Regions from separate parts of the Canis lupus genome. Here region 1 is linked to region 2. Evidence: chromatin contacts called from public Hi-C data. All regions are on one chromosome and are shown on one strand. The core of a region is the stretch at or near the end of the contact, and the rest is flanking DNA. Distances in the headings are between cores, read along the strand shown. Region 1 overlaps INTS7 (integrator complex subunit 7). Region 2 holds the start of NEK2 (serine/threonine-protein kinase Nek2).

Region 1 (5,507 bases), core at 1,215-3,714, 250 kb before region 2:
TTAAAGGATTGCCTACAGATTTTAATTGTGTGATCTAGCTTTGCCTTGCTTCTTCCTCTCTTGATTTTTAGCTTATTGTATTTCTGTTCTTCTTGGGGTCTCTGTCTCTGTAGGATGTTGGGAAGTCTGGCATCAATAATTCCTGAGAGGAAGAATGCTCATCATAGTATTCGTCAGAGTCTGGACTCACATGATAATGTAGAAGTCGAAGCTGCCGTTTTTGCTGCTGCAAACTTCTCTGCACAGTCAAAGTAAGCATTGGCTAAAGAAAAGGTTTTGAAGGAATAAATAATCAATATACATAAACACTAAATGAAAAATGTAAGTGGTAAGGTGTATTTTCCAGGAGGATTTACATCATGTTGGGGGAAAAAAACTTCAATACATAATACAGAACGGTTAAGTACATATGTTGGCATTAACTGCACATGAAATAAGAATTTCCAGAAGGACAGATTGCACAGATTAGTTAGGGAGGGCTTCATTGGGAAGCAGTTTTGTCCACTTAGGCATCCCCCTCTAAACATACATGGTTCTAATGCTAAATTGCTGCTTTCTTATTGTCTTCCCAAGGTTAGCTTTTTTGGCATTAGAACTATGTACAAAAAAAAAAAAAAAAAAAAAAAAGAACTATGTACAGTTTGACAAAGATAGTAATTTGAGTTGAAACCAGTTTTAACCTATTTGGGATGTCATATCCTATATTATTATCTTATAAAACAATTTTTTTTTTGGATGCAATGCTGACCATGATTATGTTACTATATCTAAAAATACAAATTATCTTCTTTACTAACTGATATCAAAAATAGCATTGCTTTCTGGAGGCATTTTGGTAATATGCATTTGCTTTAAACATGTTCATCCTTTTATCCCCTTTAAGTGGACCTGAAAATCAACCTCTGAGAACTTATCCTGTAAGTCAGCAATGTGTACTGATACTTATTTGCAAGGATGCTAGTTGTAATGTTACAGAAACAACAACAAAATTTAGTAGCAACCTAACTTCCAACCACAATGAAATATTATCTCAGCTCTTAACAAATATATTTTAGAAGTATATTTGGAGAACAGGTTATATCATAATTTATGTGATATTATAGAGTATATTTTTTAAGAGGTATTTGTATTGATAAAATAGAAAAAAGACAAAGGGTATATATCAAAATACTGTCTCTGGGTGATAAGATGGTATCTTATTTTCCTTTTTTATTAAATTTCTCTATATACTGTCAGGAGCAACTTTGGGCTTTATAACCAGATGGATAGCATTATTTTTAAAAGTAAAAAAATGGCATTTCCATTAAAAATTTCTGCTAAATTTGCATAAAACATGGACCAGTCACCAACTTTCTGCTAAATTTGCATAAAACATGGACTAGTCACCAACTTTCTCCAGATTTTAATTATAATCTACTGTAGTAAATTTTCATTTCCTGTAATGCCAAAAAATACTTTTCTAAATTTCGTTTCTAAATTTAGATGATACATTTGTAATTTAGTGATTATGTTTAACGAAAACCATTTTTGGTTCAAGTTTTCTCGTGTTACTATCAAGCTAATTTTATTAGCTCTGGAATTTCTGATCTGTTTTGGATAAGGTTTAGACTAAGTAACATAGAAACATTCTTCATTTATAGTATTGATGACCAGTAAACAATTTTTTTTAAGATTTTATTTATTCATTCATGAGAGACACACACAGAGAGAGAGGCAGAGACATAGGCAGAGGGAGAAGCAGGATCCCAGGTCCCTGGGATCATGCTCTGAGCAGAAGGCAGACGCTGAACCACTGAGCACCCAGGCGTCCCACCAAACACTTAAATTAAAAGTTTATGTAGAAGCAGTTTATAACATAATAGGCTTCCGATCGCTTCTCAGCCTTTTGGCTAATAAGATCAAGTGTAACATAACAGGCTTCTGTGATATAATTTGTGATATTTAAAAATACCAAATTAGTGCAATAGGAAAGGCTGAAGAGCCTATCAAATGTATCAGAGTGTAAAATTAACTAATTGTATAATGAAGTCTATATTTTTTTTTTGAACTGTATCTTTTTGAGATTAGCATTTACCTTTTCTTCTAAAATGATGATGACCTGGCTTGAGATCAAATACCTCAACCAGTGCTAGTGAGTTTTTGTCTTAGTATCTCTATTTATCAATTTTGTATCTTAAATTAGAGCAACTGGCCAAATAAGACCTTAAGAATATTAGTAATACTGTTCTCCCTCTGTCTATTATCATAACCACATCTCAACTGTTTTTAAAAAGATTAAGATTTTATATATTTAAAGAGCTAGTCCCCTGGGTGACAAAGTAGGAGTTGGAAACCCAAATACATTCAGAAATTGGGGAAACATTATTAGTGTGAGAGGTGCCCTCTAGCGGCCACTCTGCTGAACTAGATAGTGCACTCACATCTAAAAGCTAGGCCTTGGTCCCAGCTGATCCGGACAGTACCGGAATGAATGTATACCCAGTGTTGTCAGAGCTGACTTTTTTGTCGGCGGAGGGGGCGGTATACGTGGAAGCTGGAAAATCTGATTATTCTCTTTACAGTCTTTTTTTTTTAAGATTTTTATTTATTTTTTTGACAGAATGAGAGCACAAGCAGGGGGAGCTGTAGACAGAGAGGGAGAAGTGGACTCCCCACTAAGCAGGGATCCCAACAAGGGACTCAGTCCCAGGACCCTGGGATCATAACCTGAGCCAAAGGCAGATGTTTAACCCACTGAGTCACCCAGGCATCCTTCTTTATAGTCTTATTACCATATGGGACTCTATTAACATACATTCTTAATGTTGACTTTAAGAATTTTTAAAAGTATTACTAGACAAAAAAAAAAAAAGAAAAGTGCAGACTTTTAATTTGCAATTTATTGGCACTAAAGGCCCATAACAGATTTAAAATTTTGAGCTGTATTAAAGTTACCTAAGTTACTGGAGAAATGCTTATTAACTATCTACCTCCTCCAGATAGTAGTCTCAGTGCCCAGGAGTATAGAGGTGGAGAAGATAAAGGCCCTATTGTTGTGTAAACACAAAATAGTTTCAGATGTGGGTTAATGTTATGTAAAAATAAAAACAATTTTGTGATAGAAATAATACAGTTTCATCACTGTGATAATGACCTGAGTGAGTTGCTTTAAGTAGAGTGATCAGGGAAGGCCTCTCTGACGAGGTAACATTTGAGCTGAAACTGAATGATTAAAGAGGCAGCAAGTTAGAAGAACATTCTAAGAAAGAATAACAAGTGTAAGAGCCATCTCAAATGTGAATGAGTTGTCTATATATACCTGATACACCTCTTATTACCTGAAAGACATTTGTAAGTTAACTTTTTCTTGTCAAATGTGAAACTGGTATCTTTGAACAATAGTTTTCAAACTATTTGGTATCTTTACACTTCCAAGCATTATTGAGATCCTCACAGAGCTTTTTTGTTTTCATGGACTATATCAATTGATACTTAAAATATTAAAAATTTAAATAGCTACATTTAAAAAAATACTTGTTCATTTTTAAAATAGCAATTCTCTAAATATGTTAATGTAAAAATACTTCTATGAAAATAATTGTTTTCCAAAACAAAAAAGCAGTTTTGTGAGATGAGTAGCATTGTTTTACACTTTTGCAAATCTTTTTCGTGTCTGGCTGGATTCTTATGTCTGTTTATGTATTCAACATTTCTGTTGCAATATCTTATGATAAGGTATATGAAATAAATCCAGCCTCACACAGATACATAGTTGGAAAAGAGAAGAATATTCATAAAGACTTTATAAGTAATTATGGATATTTTTCTTTGATGTTATACCAAAAGTAGATAGGTGGTGGTTTCTTACAAGCTAATTGCAGTGTGGACTCTAAAAATGCTATCATTGAACTTGTACTACATTACATTGAAATCTACTAGAATCTCTTACCCATGTATGGTTTTATAATTTATGTATTGGTCTTCTTGAAAATATTGGTTCACTGTGTTATGCAGGTCTTCTAGATGATGACCCATTTTATTGTATTAAAGGATCACATTTGTTACTTGCCACCAGTCTCAGGAAATTCTTTAAATATTAAGCTGTCAAGCTCATGGTGATAGATACAAGTTTTCTGAAATTCTGATTTTTGTTTAGATTGTTTCTCAGATTGACAAAAAATTTTCCCAGTTATGTTTATCAGGTTGACAGAAAATTTTCCCAGTTGTGTTCCATGAATCGACAAGGTGACTTTATTCATTTTTTTGAGAAAATGTCTGCCAAATAGCCAAGTGTGAATAACCACGAAGTTTCATGAAAAAATGACTAATTCATCTCATAACTCAGATAATCACATGGTACTTTTCCTGAAGACAATCACTGTGTACTTTATGTGTGGCTTCTATTTTGTCAGAGAATATTAAAAGAACACTTGCTCATGGGTTAAAATTAAAGTTAGTAATCTTTATTGTTCTATCAAGGACATTTTTAAGTGTTTATCTGACTTTGTTCCTTCCCTCCTTTTTCATGGGAGCCCACAGTGGTGAAGAATACAGTGACTGCTAGTATGGTTTGGTGACACTGCCTTGATTCTTGCTAAGGCGCCAGCATTTTACTCATTGCTTTGGTACCAGTAGTGAAGAGAGTATCGATGTTTTGGGAAAACCATAAGATTTTTTAAAAACGTTAAATTGCTTTGAAAATTCAGCACAAATATTGTTTATTGCTTAGAATTCACATAAAAGATGATGTTCTATGATTAGGTGGTGCTGATACAAGCAAAAGAGTCATCTAGCCATGTCTGTAGATTTTCCATTTGTAAGGCAGAAGTAAAATTCTGCAGTTGAGCTAGTAACTCAGCCTTCACATTTGCATCTAAATCTTTTATTTGATAAGTTACTCTAATGTTGAAAAGTAGCAGTGCCTTGATTTCTGACTTATCATCCAGGCATTCAGCATTGTCAGCTACACATCTCTTAGCTGTTATGTGCGCTTCTCCAGCCTGTGCATTACGATAACTTACCCTGTTGTTATTTCTAGTTTAAAAATCAATAGTTTGCTTTTAAAGAGCACACTTAAAATACTCAGTCTTTTCTTTTTTTTAATTCTAAATAATTAGTCTCAAAATGAAACCTCAAGTTAAATGGTACCATAATACTTTTTGAAATGTTTTATTTCATAAAGTACAATAAGTTAAATTATTAACATTTAAAAAAATAGGATAACGAGTCATTTTTTTAAATTTATAGTTTTGTTTTTCTTTAGAATAGATTCCTTCCTTGAATTAGTTAGAAAACTTTCTGATATTTCAGTTTTATCTTTTTCAGCATCTTTAGACCTACATGATGCAGCCGTGGGTTGAGAAAATGAGTCTTCTAACCTCGTCAAGCCAGTGATTCATTTTTAACTATAAAAAAATACTTTGCAAATAAACTTTTATTTTATTTTGGAATAAAATATTGTTCAATTCTAAAACAAACAATTTTAGAAAAATCTTCCAAAACTTTATCACAAAGCATGGCAATGTGTA
Region 2 (5,606 bases), core at 2,792-5,291:
GGTAGAGCTCAGAATTAAACACTATTTTCAAAGATAACTTGCTTCTCATCGTATTCTTCCAGCAGCTGCCTGACATTATCCAAAGCTGTTCTTAGCTCGCATCCTTGCCCTTCTGTTCATATCAAATGGTGTGTCGATATTAGGGCCAGCCTCCATCATACCTCATTCTTCTTTTCTAGAACTCGGTTATTTACTTAGCACATACTGTGTCATGCATGTTTTTTCTGTATTTTGGCTTTTGATTTTTATTAAAAAAGAGTCTCTCTCTTTTTTTTTTTCTTTCTAGACATCTTTATCAAGCACTTCAAAGAATTTCCATAATCCCTGACTTCAGGGATTGTGGAAAGAAAACACACAAAGCAATTCTTGTCTGCGATTTGAAATGTTCAATATGCAAATCTCAGAGTTTCCTGTAAGGACAGGCCCCTGCAGGTGGACTGGCTGGCGGGACTCCTCATTTATTACGTAGTGATTTACAGCCCTCTAGTGGGTCTTCAAAGTAACATTAAAAGGGACGCTGAGGGTATTGACTTATGGCTTTGTTCTTTTGTTCGTCCCTTCATTTGTTCCTTCCTTCACTCATTAATTAAATAATTCATTCATTCATTCAATGTACAAATGCGAGTGGAGTACCTACATATGTTCCAGGCACGTTTTAAGTACTGGAGATACTGCAGTGAACAAAATAAACAACAACAAAATCTTATGTATTAGGTACTTAAGACAAAGAAGACAGCGAGTAGGACACATTTGGGGCAAAAATCAGGAGCTTGGTTTTGAAGATGCTAAGTTAGAGATACCCACTAAGTCTTCCAACTAGTTTCCCTTCAAACTTAGTTGGTTTCTCTGAGAACACCTGTAGAGCACTTGTGAACAGAACACACACACACACACACACACACATAATGCAGATAATCTCTTTATTTGGGATTTCACCACATTTAAGTTAAAACTGATCACATGAGCAAGAGGACTGTGAAGACAGTGAATTAGGCCCTGGGTGTGAGAGAGAAGCTCTCGCCTTGGCCACGCTCTCATGAAACTGCTCGGCTCTGAGCTCTCTGTTTAAATGTTATCTCAGTTTCTGTCTCGGTTCTGTTTTCTTGATTCCTACCACAATGTGTAATGGCTGAATTTCTCTGTACACAAGACCCATGAGTACATCTGCCGCCTCCACCCCCAGGGCTGCGAGTGAGTCCTACTCACTGTGGTATCTCTGGCACCAGGCAGGGTCTCGATTTCTATCTGTTGAAGGATGAGTTTTTGTTGTAATGGGTCAGGTAAGACAATATACATGAGAAGCTAGTGATGTAGACCAGTATATGGCATATTCTGAATGAGTAAAAATCACAGTTAATTCCTCGTTTAGGCAACCACCGTGGGTTGCAGGTAGTCAGGGAAATTTTCAGGGAAGAAACTGAGTGCAATCGCATCTTAAAAAATTAGTGGAAAATGGAGAAAAGAGAGAGGAAGTGACAGGGGATGAGGTGTTTCATGTAAGGTGCTCCTGATTGGCCTCCACATGCTTCTTGGCCTCCAGTGTCTCTGCTCTAGTGTCTAGGGAGCTCTGCTGGGCTGTCCTGCCCCTTACTCCCACTCAATGGTATGGACTAACTCTGGCCGGGCGTTAGGGTTTCTCATGCTTTTTTCTATGTCGCTTTTTTCTTTGTCCTCGTGAACATGACTCCGCTGTCTCTTCTATAATGAACACCTAGCATACCAATGCCTATCATTACACCTGGCACACTGTAAATGCTCAATAAATATTTGTTGAGTGAACATATATATCTAGAAGCCACTCTCCATACTCCTAGGATGGTCTTTCCCCAATATTCTCTGCCATAGGGTTGGGGCATTTGAAACAAGAGTACTTTGGGGCTCACTCCAGACCCTTGCACAATTATAAGCTACTTCCTCATACTTTAACAAAAATGTATTGCATGCCTCCTTTCACAGGACTTCTCTTGGCTGCCAGGAGCTTGGAGCTGAGCTACTGTCAGACCCATGTCAACAAATAATGATAAATAACAAGGTAAGTGTTGGTTTATGTACAAGGTGGTCTGTGAACACCGGTGTAGATGGAAAAACTGCTTGTTTTAGCATGCTAGAAGAAGCTTCCTAGGGTACAGGATAGAAAGTTGGCACCGAATATTGTAAGACAAGTTGTGTCCTCTGGACAGACATGGGGGGTGAGGGAGTGGTTAGGGGAGTAGGGAGGATAGTATTCCAGGCAAACGAAATAAGGGGTACAAAGGTGATGGTGGCAGTGGTGGTGGTGGTGGTGAGAAATGAGAAAGTGTGCCAGGTTTGGGGAATTGGGACAAAGCATGAGAGCCAGTGGGTGGCCAGAGAGAAGGTGCAGGATTGGATTTAGGGCAGGACAGCCAAAGAGCCCCATATGTGTCAATCTTTAACAGGTCTAAAATTAAAAAAAAAAATACAATGCTAATTAACTCAGACACTTGTGGCTTCTTACATAACTTTTGAAACCTAAATTGGCCCTATTCCCTTGAGGTAAGACCGTGTCCTTGCATGTTACTTTAAAAATTCTCCCGGCTGGCAATTCCAATTATATATTCAGTGCATGTAAGAAATTCCTTATTTTTAATGTAAAGAGGTTTGTAATTCTTATTAATAGAAAATCCAGTTCCTCTCAACTCCATGCTGAACAGATATTTAAAGAAAATTGACCTATTTATGTACTGCCAAATGATTAGTCTCCTGGTAATGGACTTTTCCTCCATCCAGGGCTGGCCCCTTCTCCCAGGTAAAAATGGGACTGCTCCATCTGATTACCTGAGCTGGGCACCCGAAGAGGCTATATCTTATGAAGCACTGCCAATTAATTATGTTTGGCACCCCAGATAACCTATGTGGTAGTCTTCTCTAATAAAAAAAATTTTGTAGGAGTCTAAAAGATAAAAGACTATCTCTGCCTTAGAGCCACCATATTCTCCTGGGTATTCCAAAATATCAAGGACTTGCATATTCTACACTGCGGTTTTGCACACATCCTGTGCATGTTAAACAGGACTGTACGTTTAGTGTTCAAAAATATAGTCTCTCCTGATCTCTGGGTGGCTCAGTGGTTTAGCGCCGCCTTCGGCCCAGGATGTGATCCTGGAGTCCCGGGATCGAGTCCTACGTCGGGCTTCCTGCATGGGGCCTGCTTCTCCCTCTGCCTGTGTCTCTGCCTCTCTCTCTGTATCTATCATGAATAAAAAAATAAAATCTTTATATATATATATTCTTATATATATTCATATATATATACTCTATGATGATTGCACCCAAAAGTCATGCGTAAGCTTTAAATCCTTTCTAGGAGGATCCACTGTTTGCAAACAGATTCTTCTCTTCCTGGCCGTTGGACCTAAAGCGAGCAATCTAACTTTTCTGTGCTTCGGCTTCGTCCTGGGCAAGAATACTAATTCCTGCATTACAGGCTGGCGTCGAGGAGCAAGCAAGACGGCACAGGTACAGCGCTCTGCGCAGTCCCCGCCGGGCGTGCCCCGGTTCGGGCACGGGTCGGCGAGGTTGTGCACGGTGCAGCCCCGCATCTCCGCACTCGGCTTCCGGCCACGACTTCAGTGCGACGCCTCCCAGGCTCGGGGGTTCAGGAACCTAAGAGGAGGGCGCGCTGTGTAGACGAGAGTGGGTAGTGCAGGGGTCAGGGTGCCGAGGTCAGCAGGCAGCCCTTTGGTTGGGGGGGAGGGGGCGGCAGCGTGCAAAGAAGCCCGAGGGGAGGTCTCAGGACTTCGGGCACCCAGGACGCCTGGGCGGGAGGTTCCCGAGTTGCGGAGACCCGCCTACACCCGCTTCCAATCCCCCCGCCTCCCTGCGGCCTAGCCCCGCCCCTTTCTCCCTCCGGGGGCGCGAAGCGGGGAAGCGGACGCGGACGCCGACGCGGTTGCCTAGCAACACACCTTTCCCAGGATGCCTAGGGTGTTGTGTTCTCTTAGCCAATCAGAGAGGCGAGGCGGCCTCCCCGCGGGCCAATAGGCTGCCAGGCCCGGGCCCGCGTCGGTTAAACCGGGCTGGAGACCCGAGCGGCTGCGCGGTGGCCCGGAGCGGTCTCGGAGCCGGCGGAGCGACCTGCGGGAGGCCTGCGGCGGCCGGGCCATGCCGACGCGGGCGGAGGACTACGAGGTGCTGCACACCATTGGCACGGGCTCCTACGGCCGCTGCCAGAAGATCCGGAGGAAGAGCGACGGCAAGGTGAGCGCGGGCCGCCTCCCTGTCTCCGCCGCTGCAGCGCTTTCTCCCGCCCGCGGCGAGCGCCCTCGGCCCCTGGGGTGGCTGGCGGGGGAGCGAGAGGCCCGCCTTCCAGGTCTGCGTCTGTCCGGGCTTGCTCCGGGGCTGGGGATCCAGCCTGCATCTTTTGAGATCTTCCTATCTGTATTTTTTTCCCCCTTCCCTCCTTTTTCCTGCTTTGACTTGCTAAGGGCCTCCCATTAGTGACAGGTAGGTAGCTCGAGTGTTGAGCTCTTTCCAGAATAGAGCGGCCCCCTCGGACATAGGAAAGAGGCAGGGACCACCGGGACCTGGAGCTTTTTGTCTTGCAGTCAGAGCTCGTTTAAAAATACCCGTTCTTCGGATTATTGGATTCTTCTTTCCCAGGGTGTGCAGGTAGATCTTAATACGGGAAGAAACAATGGAGAGGAAACTGCCTGCCTGTCTGGGGCTGGAGGGATCTTTCTTCCCAAGGTCTCTCACCCTGGAAAAGTGGGCCCGGTTGGAATGATGAGGGGCTTTGATTACCTCTTTTTTTTTTTTTAATATTTTACTTATTTATTCGTGAGAGACACACACAGAAGCAGAGACACAGGCAGAGGGAGAAGCAGGCTCTCTGCGGGGAGCCTGATGTGGGACTCGATCCCAGGACTCCGGGATCACACCCTGAGTGAAAGGCAGATGCTCAACCACTGAGCCACCCAGGTGTCCCTATTACCTCTGCTCCAGCTTTGACGAAAGTAACTTTCCCGAAAGTAACTTTTCTACCACAAAGCACCTGAAGGCAGCGGTTTGGGGGGAGGCCGAATATGTGCCTCATGCCCCTGTCTCCCATTGCATCATTTACTGCTTGAAATTGAGGGCAAAGTTACAGAAATAAATGCAGGGGTTCTTAAGTTTATTGAAGTAAACTAGATGATAACAAATATGTGATCTATTTAATAAAGAAGTGACTTTTAAAATTTTTAAATTTTAGGGGCACCTGGATGGCTCAGTGGTTGAGCATCTGCCTTTGGCTCAGAGCGTGATCCCAGGGTCCTGAGATCCAGCCCCGCATCAGGCTCCCTGCCTGCTTCTCCCTCTGCCTGTGTCTCTGCCTCTCTCTCTGTCTCCCATGAATAAATAAATAAAATCTTAAAAAAAATTTTTTTTAAAATTTTAGAATGTTCGTTCTTTGAGTATAATGAGTTCATTCATACCTTGGAAATTCTTACTTCAGGTATTAGTTTGGAAAGAACTTGACTATGGCTCCATGACAGAAGCCGAGAAACAGATGCTTGTTTCTGAAGTGAATTTGCTCCGTGAACTGAAGCATCCAAACATTGTCCGTTACTATGATCGAATTATTGACCGAACCAACACAACACTGTACA

Evidence for each region. A called contact is a pair of places that touch in the nucleus more often than the background predicts.
Region 1: a contact with region 2 is called in a Hi-C map of blood, with 3 times the contacts expected there. The contact joins the enhancer-like site here to the promoter of NEK2 in region 2. A contact is called at or near these places in 3 of 9 Hi-C or Micro-C datasets (amygdala and blood).

Annotation. Positions count from the first base shown.
Region 1 is chr7:10,152,583-10,158,089 of UU_Cfam_GSD_1.0, reverse strand. It overlaps INTS7 (integrator complex subunit 7), which reads left to right. Exons shown (of 20, transcript XM_038542073.1): 4 at 114-251. Among named protein-coding and RNA genes, the nearest start is that of INTS7, 24 kb to the left of the region's middle. Within about 2 kb of position 2,464, at least 2 of the 20 cell types and tissues checked have an H3K27ac peak or open chromatin away from gene starts, as enhancers often do. A contact at or near this core is called in blood, where this site is marked.
Region 2 is chr7:9,906,440-9,912,045 of UU_Cfam_GSD_1.0, reverse strand. It overlaps NEK2 (serine/threonine-protein kinase Nek2), which reads left to right and starts at 4,041. Exons shown (of 8, transcript XM_038542071.1): 1 at 4,041-4,218; 2 at 5,453-5,606. The coding sequence starts at 4,123.